Linked DNA regions of Hordeum vulgare: region 1 is linked to region 2. The links are chromatin contacts, called in public Hi-C maps. All regions are on one chromosome and are shown on one strand. Each heading gives the region's core, a stretch centred on a gene start, on an enhancer-like site or on the middle of the called end of the contact. The rest is flanking DNA. Distances are from core to core; before and after follow the strand shown. Region 1 holds the start of LOC123449161 (filament-like plant protein 4). Region 2 has its middle 75 kb from the start of LOC123451572.

Region 1 (4,742 bases), core at 511-3,010, 170 kb after region 2:
CGTTCACGAACTAAGGGGATCCATAAATACAAAGTTGTCATCATAATTTCTGTAAACTAGATTTTCACACACACCTTCTTGCTCTCCACTAATAATATACTATTTATGAGACATCCAACATAGTTTTGCATCGTACCCCTCATAGAAGTTTACATGAATTTTAAAATTACTTAAGAAGGGTATTACCGTATATTCACAATCAATTAATTCAAATCCTTATTCTCGCAATGTATCAAACAAGAAATTGGAATAATATAATATATTTTATTTAAGGAGTGCCTTCTAAACTTCACCTTTAACCTGTATCAAAGTCTGTAAACTTCTCAAAGGATGTACCCAAGCAAAACTTCACGCAACATTACAAGATTATTCCGCCTTGTTAAGACAACATAATTGTTGACCTACCACTGTATGTGAGTGTTTAGCTAATAGCAATATTAAGCCACTTTCAATGCATTGGTGATAAAATGAGGTGCTAATCATATTAAATAGTTTAACAACTAAAGTCTTCAATGCATACTTGTTTAGCTTATTGTAGCTAAGCCTCTTTATTTAATATTTTTGTAACTAAAGTTGTGCTTGCACTGGTGCATTTCTATCATTTAATTGTTTTACCTAGGTTCACGCGCTTAGCAGTATTTCTTTCTGGGTCACCACACTAGTCTTTTTCCTATTAATTAGCTTGTCACATTAGATTTTTTACCTATGTGACAGCCTTAGGGCATCTCCAATGGTTGTATGATCATCGTTGGTAAAATTGCCACATAGATGATTTTGATGACATGGCGCATAATAAAAAAAGAGAGAGAATGAAATCGTATGAACTTGAAGCAACGGTTCACGCACAATCTCCGAGGCAAGCATGGTTATTTCTTTCATGTTTAGTGGACTCGCTTAGTTATTTTACATACGATTAACATACACTCCATTGAAGAGCTTGTATGATGTGCTGTTGGTTGTTGATGTGGACATTTATACCAACGATTGAACATACGGATTGTTAAAGATGCTTTTAGGGTCTGGATAAAAAGGTTGCATGAAGAGGTATATATCCAATAAATGATCGTGGTCGAAACGAGCAATTCGACGACATAAATGTATGTGATGTCAATACAAATAATGCAAATACCTACATTTTCTTATATATCTAAAATGATATAGGTCATGCCTTTAAGTTAGTCGAGAAAATACGTTTTGACGTCATATATTCGCCCCTCCGCGTCAAGCGCTTTGCCACAATTTTCTCTCATAGTGTTATTTCCTCTTCTTTCCCCTTTTTTGCGACCACCGTGATTTTTCTCATGACATACAGAACGATTTTTTTTCATCAAACAAAATAGACAGAGCTTGATGAGGAAAAAAAGGCAGTGCAGCAAGTCTGATCATGACGTACGATTTCTTTTTCCTTATTGCAGGATATTAGTAGTTGACGTGTAATTCTCTGCTGCCATCACTCCCCTGGACTCTCCCTCTCACAGCACAGCGCAGCACATCACTCTCCCCGCTTTTCCCCACTCGCCACTTTCCTCCCTCTCCTCCTCCCCCTCCCCTGCCGTCGCCCCCGCTTTTTAGCCCACCTACCGGCAGCAGCGGCACCCCATAACAAAAAGCACCCGCACCTCCATTCCCCACCCCGTCTCCTCTCCCCTCCCCTCCCCTCCCCTCCCCCACACAGCCTCGACGCTCCATTGCTAGCTAGCCAGGAGCGGGCCGCGAGCAGAGCTGCATTACCGAACCAGGAGCACCGAGCACGCCGAGGCGGCGGCAGCAGCTACGAGCTAGGAGCAGCAGCGACTGGCGAGGTCGCCTCGTGCTGCCTGGGGGAGGAGGAGGAGGAGGAGGTGCGATTCCAGAGGGGCAAAAGGCGCGGGGAGCAAAAAGGGGGCGGCGGCGAGGTCCGGGGTAAAAGGAGGTGGAGGTGGAGGGCGTCCAGCGCAATCCAGCCCAGCAGCTAAAGCGCCCCCGCCTGATTGATTGGAACAAGTGTGCGCTGCAAGCGACCGACGACCGCCACCGACACTCCCCCTCGCCGCCGATCGGAGCGGCGCGCCGCCAGATCCAGTCGCCGCCGGAATTGGGGCGCCCCCGCCACCCCGCCGGATCCGCTGCATTCCGCGCAGGGCCTGCCTGAGCCGCCCCTCTCCCCTCCCGTAAGTCCCCGCTCCCCCTCTCTGCTCCATGCCTGCATACTGCATCTCTCTCTCTCTCTCTCTCTGTTTCCCTGTATTTTTCGCCGTCGCCATGGTGCGATTGCTCTTGCCGTTCGCCGTGCAATGGCGTGTGGATTTTTCTGGGTTGTTCCTGCGGAGCCTTGCATCGTCTGCGATGGTTCTCTTCAGGAGCTCCCTCGAATAGTGTTCGTTCGTTCGTTCAAAAAAAAAAAAGCTCCTCCTCGGTTCAAGCCGAGCTCTCCGGAAGGATGGATGGATGGATGGATTTTCACTGCTTTGGCCCGGTTTTCTCTCCGTTACAGTTTACTTGGCGCCGCTCGTCTCGGCCTCCCGGACTTCCCGGCGCGTGTCTCCTTGTCTCTTATGAAATGAAACCATACCACTAGTAGTAGTCCTCTCCTCCAGTCCCAGTGATGAAATCACACAGCGTCCTCGGTTCGTCGCCAACTGTTTGCTGCGCTTGGCGATAGCTCTCGCCAGCTCAATCAATCAGTCCAGTCGCCGTGTTGCGGTCGCTCGCGTTTTGTCTTCTCCATATGATTTCGTCCCAAGACTTCCGTTCCATCCCATCCAGTGAATGAATGAACGGAATTGCCACCCCGCACACGGTAGTACAGATTTTTACCCGTGACAGCGTCGAACAAGAAGTACGGCCACGACTTCCTTCCTTCCTTCCTTCCTTTTCCTTCCCTCCGGTGGTATTTTGAATCATTGGCAGTACTCCGGAAGTACTGCTCTACAAGATTAGTGGGAAGAGATCGTACTAGTACTGCAAGATTAGTAAAAGGGCACGGTAAAAATGGACGCGCCTGGTAGAAGTGTAGAACTAGAACCTGCAAGGAAAGGATTTAATACGAGTGGCACATCTGGTTAGAATCCAATCCAATCCAATCAACCGAGGGGGCACCGCCATTAATGGCCCGTATCGTGTTTGTGGTAGCTCTGGGCTTTCACTCCGGCTCACGCGCGCCATTTATAGCCAAGGCCACCTTCCCCGTTCAAGCTGGGCGCAGCGGACTTTCTTCCTCGAGGCGGCGAGGTGAGGTAGGTCGTCCGGCCATCCCGTCCCTCCGGCGACGGCCCAACCCCCCTCCGCATGGGCTTAAATAAACATTCGATTCGATGCGGCGGCCATTACTCCCGCGGGCGTCTTTGGTGCCGCCCTTAACTGCCGCGCTTGCCGAGACCGAGGCTGCCCGTCCGCGTCAAACCCCGCGCGCTACAGCCTGTGCGTGCGCCATGGTCCATGCATAGAGATACTGCTGCTGCCTTAATTAAGCTATAACCCCAGTTAGGTGAGCACAGCCACGAGATGAGCCATGGCTGTTGAGTAGGAGTACATGACACGACTCTTTGCTTGCCCCGCGTCAATGCCCTGGCCTGGCTCTGGCGTGACGGTGATCGGATCGGCTGTTGCCGCTGCAACTTGACCGCTCGGGTGGGGGGCACCGCGTCTGCTGCTGCTTTGGACGGGATCGGAAATTCTTTTGGCCTACTTGCTTGCCCTCCTGGCCTCCTCCTCCTTGTTGGCCATGGTCCTATCTTAGTATCCTATAAAGCCCTAGCTGTCTGAATTGTGACGCGGGCTCCGGCTTTTGGATCTTGCCGAATGGAATATGTGATGCTGGCCGGAGCCTTGAGGTACGTGGGGTTTATGTCGTTGCGTGCCTTGGGCTGATCTCTTCTGTGGATTGGTTGTGAGTGGTTGGTTGATTGTATTACTGTGCATACCATGTATGGTGGACCGATTGTGATCTCAACTGAAGTGTGTACTTGCCCAACCACCGGTGCCCCACTCTATGTGTATGACCTTATGTGCGGATTGGGGATTCTTGCTAGCAGTGTGAATTATGGAGGTTTTATGTGCGCGCAGAAAAAAGATTACTGGTAGCGTTTTCCATGTAGTGACAATGGTGGAGTCAAATACTTGCTTACTGAATTTTGGTTTGCTGGTCACATATATAAGCATATTTTGTCTGATACTTTGTGTTGGTTTCTTGTGCGTTCTCTTCTTAAGAATTGGCTTAGTGACAATGGTAGAGTCAAATACTTGCTTACTGAATTTGGTTTGCTGGTAACGTATATAAGCATATTTTATCTGATACTTTGTGTTGGTTTTTTGTGCGTTCTCTTCTTAAGAATTGGCTTAGTGACAATGGTGGAGTCAAATACTTGCTTACTGAATTTTAGTTTGCTGGTCACGTTACGTATATAAGCATATTTTGTCTGATACTTTGTGTTGGTTTTTTGTGCGTTCTCTTCTTAAGAATTGGCTTGTGATGTATTTTGTTGGCTTTCCTCGTCAACTCCACTATCCTCTATGGCTCTAGCCTTTAGCTGCAATACTACAAAAACTTATGCTGCTGGAGTTTGGATACATGCGCCAGTCTGTCATCTCATTGTAGGAAACCTGAGTTGTAAGGAACACCGTGCATATCAGGACTTCCATATAGTGACAACGGTGGAGAGTGAGAGTCAAATACTTGCTCAACAACAGCTATTTTGCTGTATGACTTTATACGCAAATTTGGTACTTGCAAGTACTGTCAATGCTGAAATTTGTATGGATGT
Region 2 (4,582 bases), core at 126-2,625:
CGGACGGAAAGCTGGAGTACCGTGTAGCGTGTGCCGGTGTGCTATTTCTTCAGACGAAGACGAGTAGAGTACAAATCCAGTTCACAACTGAACGACTGAAAGCCATGCTAGGACTAGAAAGTCGCGAGCAGATGAGATGGCAGAGACGATGAAGCGCTGGCTATGGCGACCTCTGGGGTAGGCTAGGCCAGCACCATGACGACTTGACGAGGGGCGTTTCAGCTCGCAACGAGAAGCTGGAGGAGCGTCAATTATTCCACGTCCTCCGCGTCCGCGAGGTCGTATAGTACCCAACCAACACAACACAAACAGACCATCGATCCTATTCCCATACCAGTCAGTCGGTCATCAGCAGCTGCGCTCCCGGTGCCGTGCGGCGTCGCCAGTCGCCACCCGGCCAAGGGCCAGCAGGCACGGCGCAACGAACAAGAGGCGGCACGCTGCTGTCAGGACGATGATTGTCCCGCGTTCGTATCGCTGTCGCACGCTCCATCCAGGCGCCTCACATCGGACCTCGACGTCCGGCCGGAACTCGCCACCACACTGTTGCACTCGTACCTATGCCTCCCCTCCCCTGCACCTGCACGTACGAACGGCCCCATTGTCCGCACGTGAGCAAGGGCTACTAGCTTCTTCGAGTCACTTGCAAAAAATCTGAAGCTGGGCGCAAAAATCATGTCTTCAGTGCAAGTGTGCAACCATTACGAAGGCGTTTGGCCCAAAGTCCGAACTGAACCTACACGGTTTTGTTATGTTCGGTGCTGGAACGACTGAATAGATTACGCTTCGACCTGCCAGTGCGAGGTATCCCTATCAAGAGTTCGGTGACGTATTTGACCAGAAGGATGAGCTGCTCAACTCAAACTGTCAACTGCACCTTTTGACATGACTAAACAACCCACTGAAAGAGGAACCGAACGGCACAAGCTCGCTCGGTTTACACGGCGAAACGCGATCTTCTTTTGCCACGGCTTTGGAGATAGCTGGAGTGCTCATTACATCAAAGGAAATCGCAGGAAAACGATAGGCATGTGCATGTTCTTGTAAAACTTCATGTTGGAAAATCTGCTTCTCACGGCACCAAGGAGAAGAGGATGGAGCCCATTGAGCCTACTGTCGGTCGGAGCGACACGCTCACGCTGGACTGGACGCCCAAGTCCTCCTCGTGGCACTCGTCCAGGCCTGCATGCATGCATGCATGCGCCAATGATTCTTCCATCTGGCAGATCAGACGTCGCGGAAACACGCGTCCGGGGGTCGCAGAAATTTATGTAAGGACGACGCTCCTGTTTTTCGGTGGTTTTCTTCGTCCTCACGCACGCACGAGAGAGGAGGCCGGACCGGGCCCCGTCCAACTCTCCTCGGTCCATCTCCTCTCCTTCAATCAAATAAATTACTCCTGCACTATATCCCCGACCCCGCTCGTTCAGTGTACAAACAGCTTGTGAAGGACAGGTCTCTCGGCGGCCCTGCCGCACCCAGCTGCGTGCTTCCATCACGCACAGCATACGTGTCTTGAGCTTCTGTTAGACTTTTTATTTTAGCAGACTACAATCAAAGTCGGTCACATACATGAGCGTGCACTCACCCCTATATCCTTATGAGGAGTCGATCACATACACGAATATACACTCATCCCTATACCCCTATGAGCTAAGTCCGGGACTTGAACTCTGATGGATAGGGGATACTACAGTCCTCCTAACCATCCAACCACGGATTGGTTTGCTCTTCTGCTAGACTTGTTAAGTTGGCATACACAGTACAGCCGTAATAAACCACTGTTTGGCCAGTACTCCCGCAAGGATGTGGCTAGGTGTCGATCGAGAACACAGCTTGCGGGGGACATGCCAAGGCAGTTGATGAGTTGAGAACCCATTAGGTGCCAGCACCCATGTCCAACATCTGTATCTTTGGCCAGTGCCTTAAGTTTTCATGCCTGGATGGAAGACCAGCACCTGGCAGAAAATAAATAAAAAATCGAGCACACGCCGTTAGGTATGACTACCTTTGTTTCCTCAACTAGAGTAGAGCTGCTGATCGAGCCATTCATGCCTGCCCTTGATAGTAATCATATTCTTGGTTGGATCCCAGCACTTGGACGGTGCCCCGTTAGCTGCGGACTGCGGTTCCAGGAGTAAGCAAATCGTTAGTTAGGACATGTAGTCTTATCTGAAATTTTACATGTAATTTAGAGATGATAAAAAAGAGAGTTCACGATGGTCATTTCTTAACCTTATCTTTTATAATTTGTTATTCCTAAAAACATGATGAGACATATTATGCTAAGAGATCACCTCTTGTCTTCTCTTAAATAAAAGAAGACAAAGCCTTTTTTCGAATTCTCTCTCCTGCACCTCATCATTTATCCTAAGTGTCACTCTTAAGATAACACAATTGTACATGCCGACTGCGAAAAGGCGCAACGCAAGGAAATCAAGCCAAATCGGTGGCACGATGATTGAGATGATCCTCCTGCACCATCTTTGCCTGACCTGCAAACTAGGTTTAGATACTCGCTAAACGCTGCCGTCGGCGTGGTCTTTCCGACCACAGAATCACAGCCACGCCACGCGCGCATGGAGCCAGCAAACCGACGAAACTTTGACAACTACTACTAGCATAATTGTCTCGCGGAGTCCAGGGCGCGAACTGTAAAGGCCGCCAGAGCCAGAGCCAGAGCATCCAAGGCCTACGGCTACAGGCTCACTGCACTGCTCTGCGGTGCTCGAGGCTTGGATACGGGTCGTGTCGACCGCGGAGATCAAGAAACCAACCCCTTCTCGACGGCCCCGCGGGCTGCAGTGCCGGCACGCGCCAAACCTACGGCTACCGCTCGTGTAGTACTTGCGGACGCACACGGTTCCAAGCGTAACGGGACGTCGGGCTGCGCGCCGCGTGCGCTGTGGGGGACTGGTTTTGGCCGGTACGTAGGCGCTCTGACGAAGCTACAGTAGGCTGCGCGCTGGCGACCGGGTCAATGCACTGGTTTGGATCGTAGCAGCAGATGTGGAACATAGTGTTTTTTTTCTTTCGGGGTGAAGGGGATTTCATTGCTCAAGGAATTACCAAATCGTTCCTACATGGAGTAACATACTGTAGAAACATCCGCAGGGCCAGAACACAACCACACAGCCGTGCGATCCTCCACACGGCCAAAGGCAGCTAAATAGTGACTAACAATGCGTGAACATAGTTTGATCGTACAGCCTGTAGTGGAATGCGTTTCAGCTAAATTTGGGGCTGAAAACTGCGGCCAGTTGCACATCATGCAACAGAAGTTTTTTTTGTTTTTATTGGCGGGCGAGCGTGCAATATTCCCTCCTTTTCGGTTTACAGAGCTCATCTCAAATTTTTTTAGATTTTCATTATAGTAGGCTCATTTTGAGTCTAAGTGAGTTAAGGTGCTTTGAGTTTCACATCATATTTAGCATAGAGTTTAGAAAAAGAAGATGAGTGGCTATGCATGCATCGTTTTCTACATCCACCATGCAAGTTCAATGAAAAAAAAGGATGCTACATTTATTGCCTTGAAAATTAATATGTGAGAAATATTTCATTGGCTAGTTTAAACTAGTGTCATCCAGTCACAATTCACCTTGATTGATGAGATTTCAGATTTGAGCCTTATAAACCGGAAAGGAAGGAGTATAAGTTAGCAAACTAGTCTTACTACTACTCGTACAATTCTACTCCCCCCTTCTAAATATAAGTATTTTAGAAATTTCATCACGAAATACATATAAATATATATATATATATATAAAGATAATTTAAAGTGTATGTTTATTTATTTTATTTTATATATAGTATAATAAAATATTTAGAAAGACATATTTAAGGACGAGGGAGTAGACGGTTATAGTATGCCAATAGATTAGTGCTCGGGCATGTACAAGAGCATGGTCTTAATGTTATGGCTGTTACTGGTCTGGTCTACCCTAGTTTGTTAAACACTTTGTCTTTTTCACCCGACTAGTTGCCTGCATACACTCCTTTTATTTTATAATATGGTTTTTTTATATAATTTAAGTTTGATCATAAATTAAATCAACAAAACTAGATGCAATGGAAATAAAAATTATACTCCCTCCAGTCCTTTTTAGTCTGCATATAAGTTTTGTTCGAAGTCAAAGTATCTCTACTTTGATCAAACTTATAAAAAAAATATCAACATTCATCATGCCATATTAATATTGTTAGATTCTTTACGAAATGTAGTTTCATAGTGTATATATTTGGTATTGTAGATATTGATATTTTTTTAAGATAAATTTGGTCAAACTTTGTAAAGTTTGACTTGACCGAAATCTAATACGCGGAGTAAAAGGGACCCGGGGGAGTACGATCAAACTTAGATCTCAAAAAACATGAATGTACTACATTGTGAAATGAAAAGAGTAGTATGCGTGCTACTATGCGTTACTATATCTCAATATCTCATTGACCAATTTAATCACACATGCTAACACCAACTGTCGCTTTGTCCTTACGCGCTTTGTTCAACTCTTTAGCTTATGTCGCGAGGAAGCATGCAACAGATGGTTAATTTCTTCGTCCAATGAATGTTATTTCGATCAGA

The links. Hi-C and Micro-C count contacts between places; a contact is called where the count stands out from the background.
Region 1: a contact with region 2 is called in a Hi-C map of seedling, with 5 times the contacts expected there. The contact joins the promoter of LOC123449161 here to the enhancer-like site in region 2. A contact is called at or near these places in 5 of 6 Hi-C or Micro-C datasets (leaf, seedling and an unstated tissue) and 1 of 1 datasets of contacts at active chromatin or transcription factors (embryo).

The regions. Positions count from the first base shown.
Region 1 is chr4H:503,822,155-503,826,896 of MorexV3_pseudomolecules_assembly, forward strand. LOC123449161 (filament-like plant protein 4) reads left to right here and starts at 1,761. Exons shown (of 6, transcript XM_045126266.1): 1 at 1,761-2,150.
Region 2 is chr4H:503,655,611-503,660,192 of MorexV3_pseudomolecules_assembly, forward strand. No RefSeq gene overlaps it. Among protein-coding and RNA genes, the nearest start is that of LOC123451572, 75 kb to the left of the region's middle. Within about 2 kb of position 1,376, at least 3 of the 3 cell types and tissues checked have open chromatin away from gene starts, as enhancers often do. A contact at or near this core is called in leaf and seedling, where this site is marked.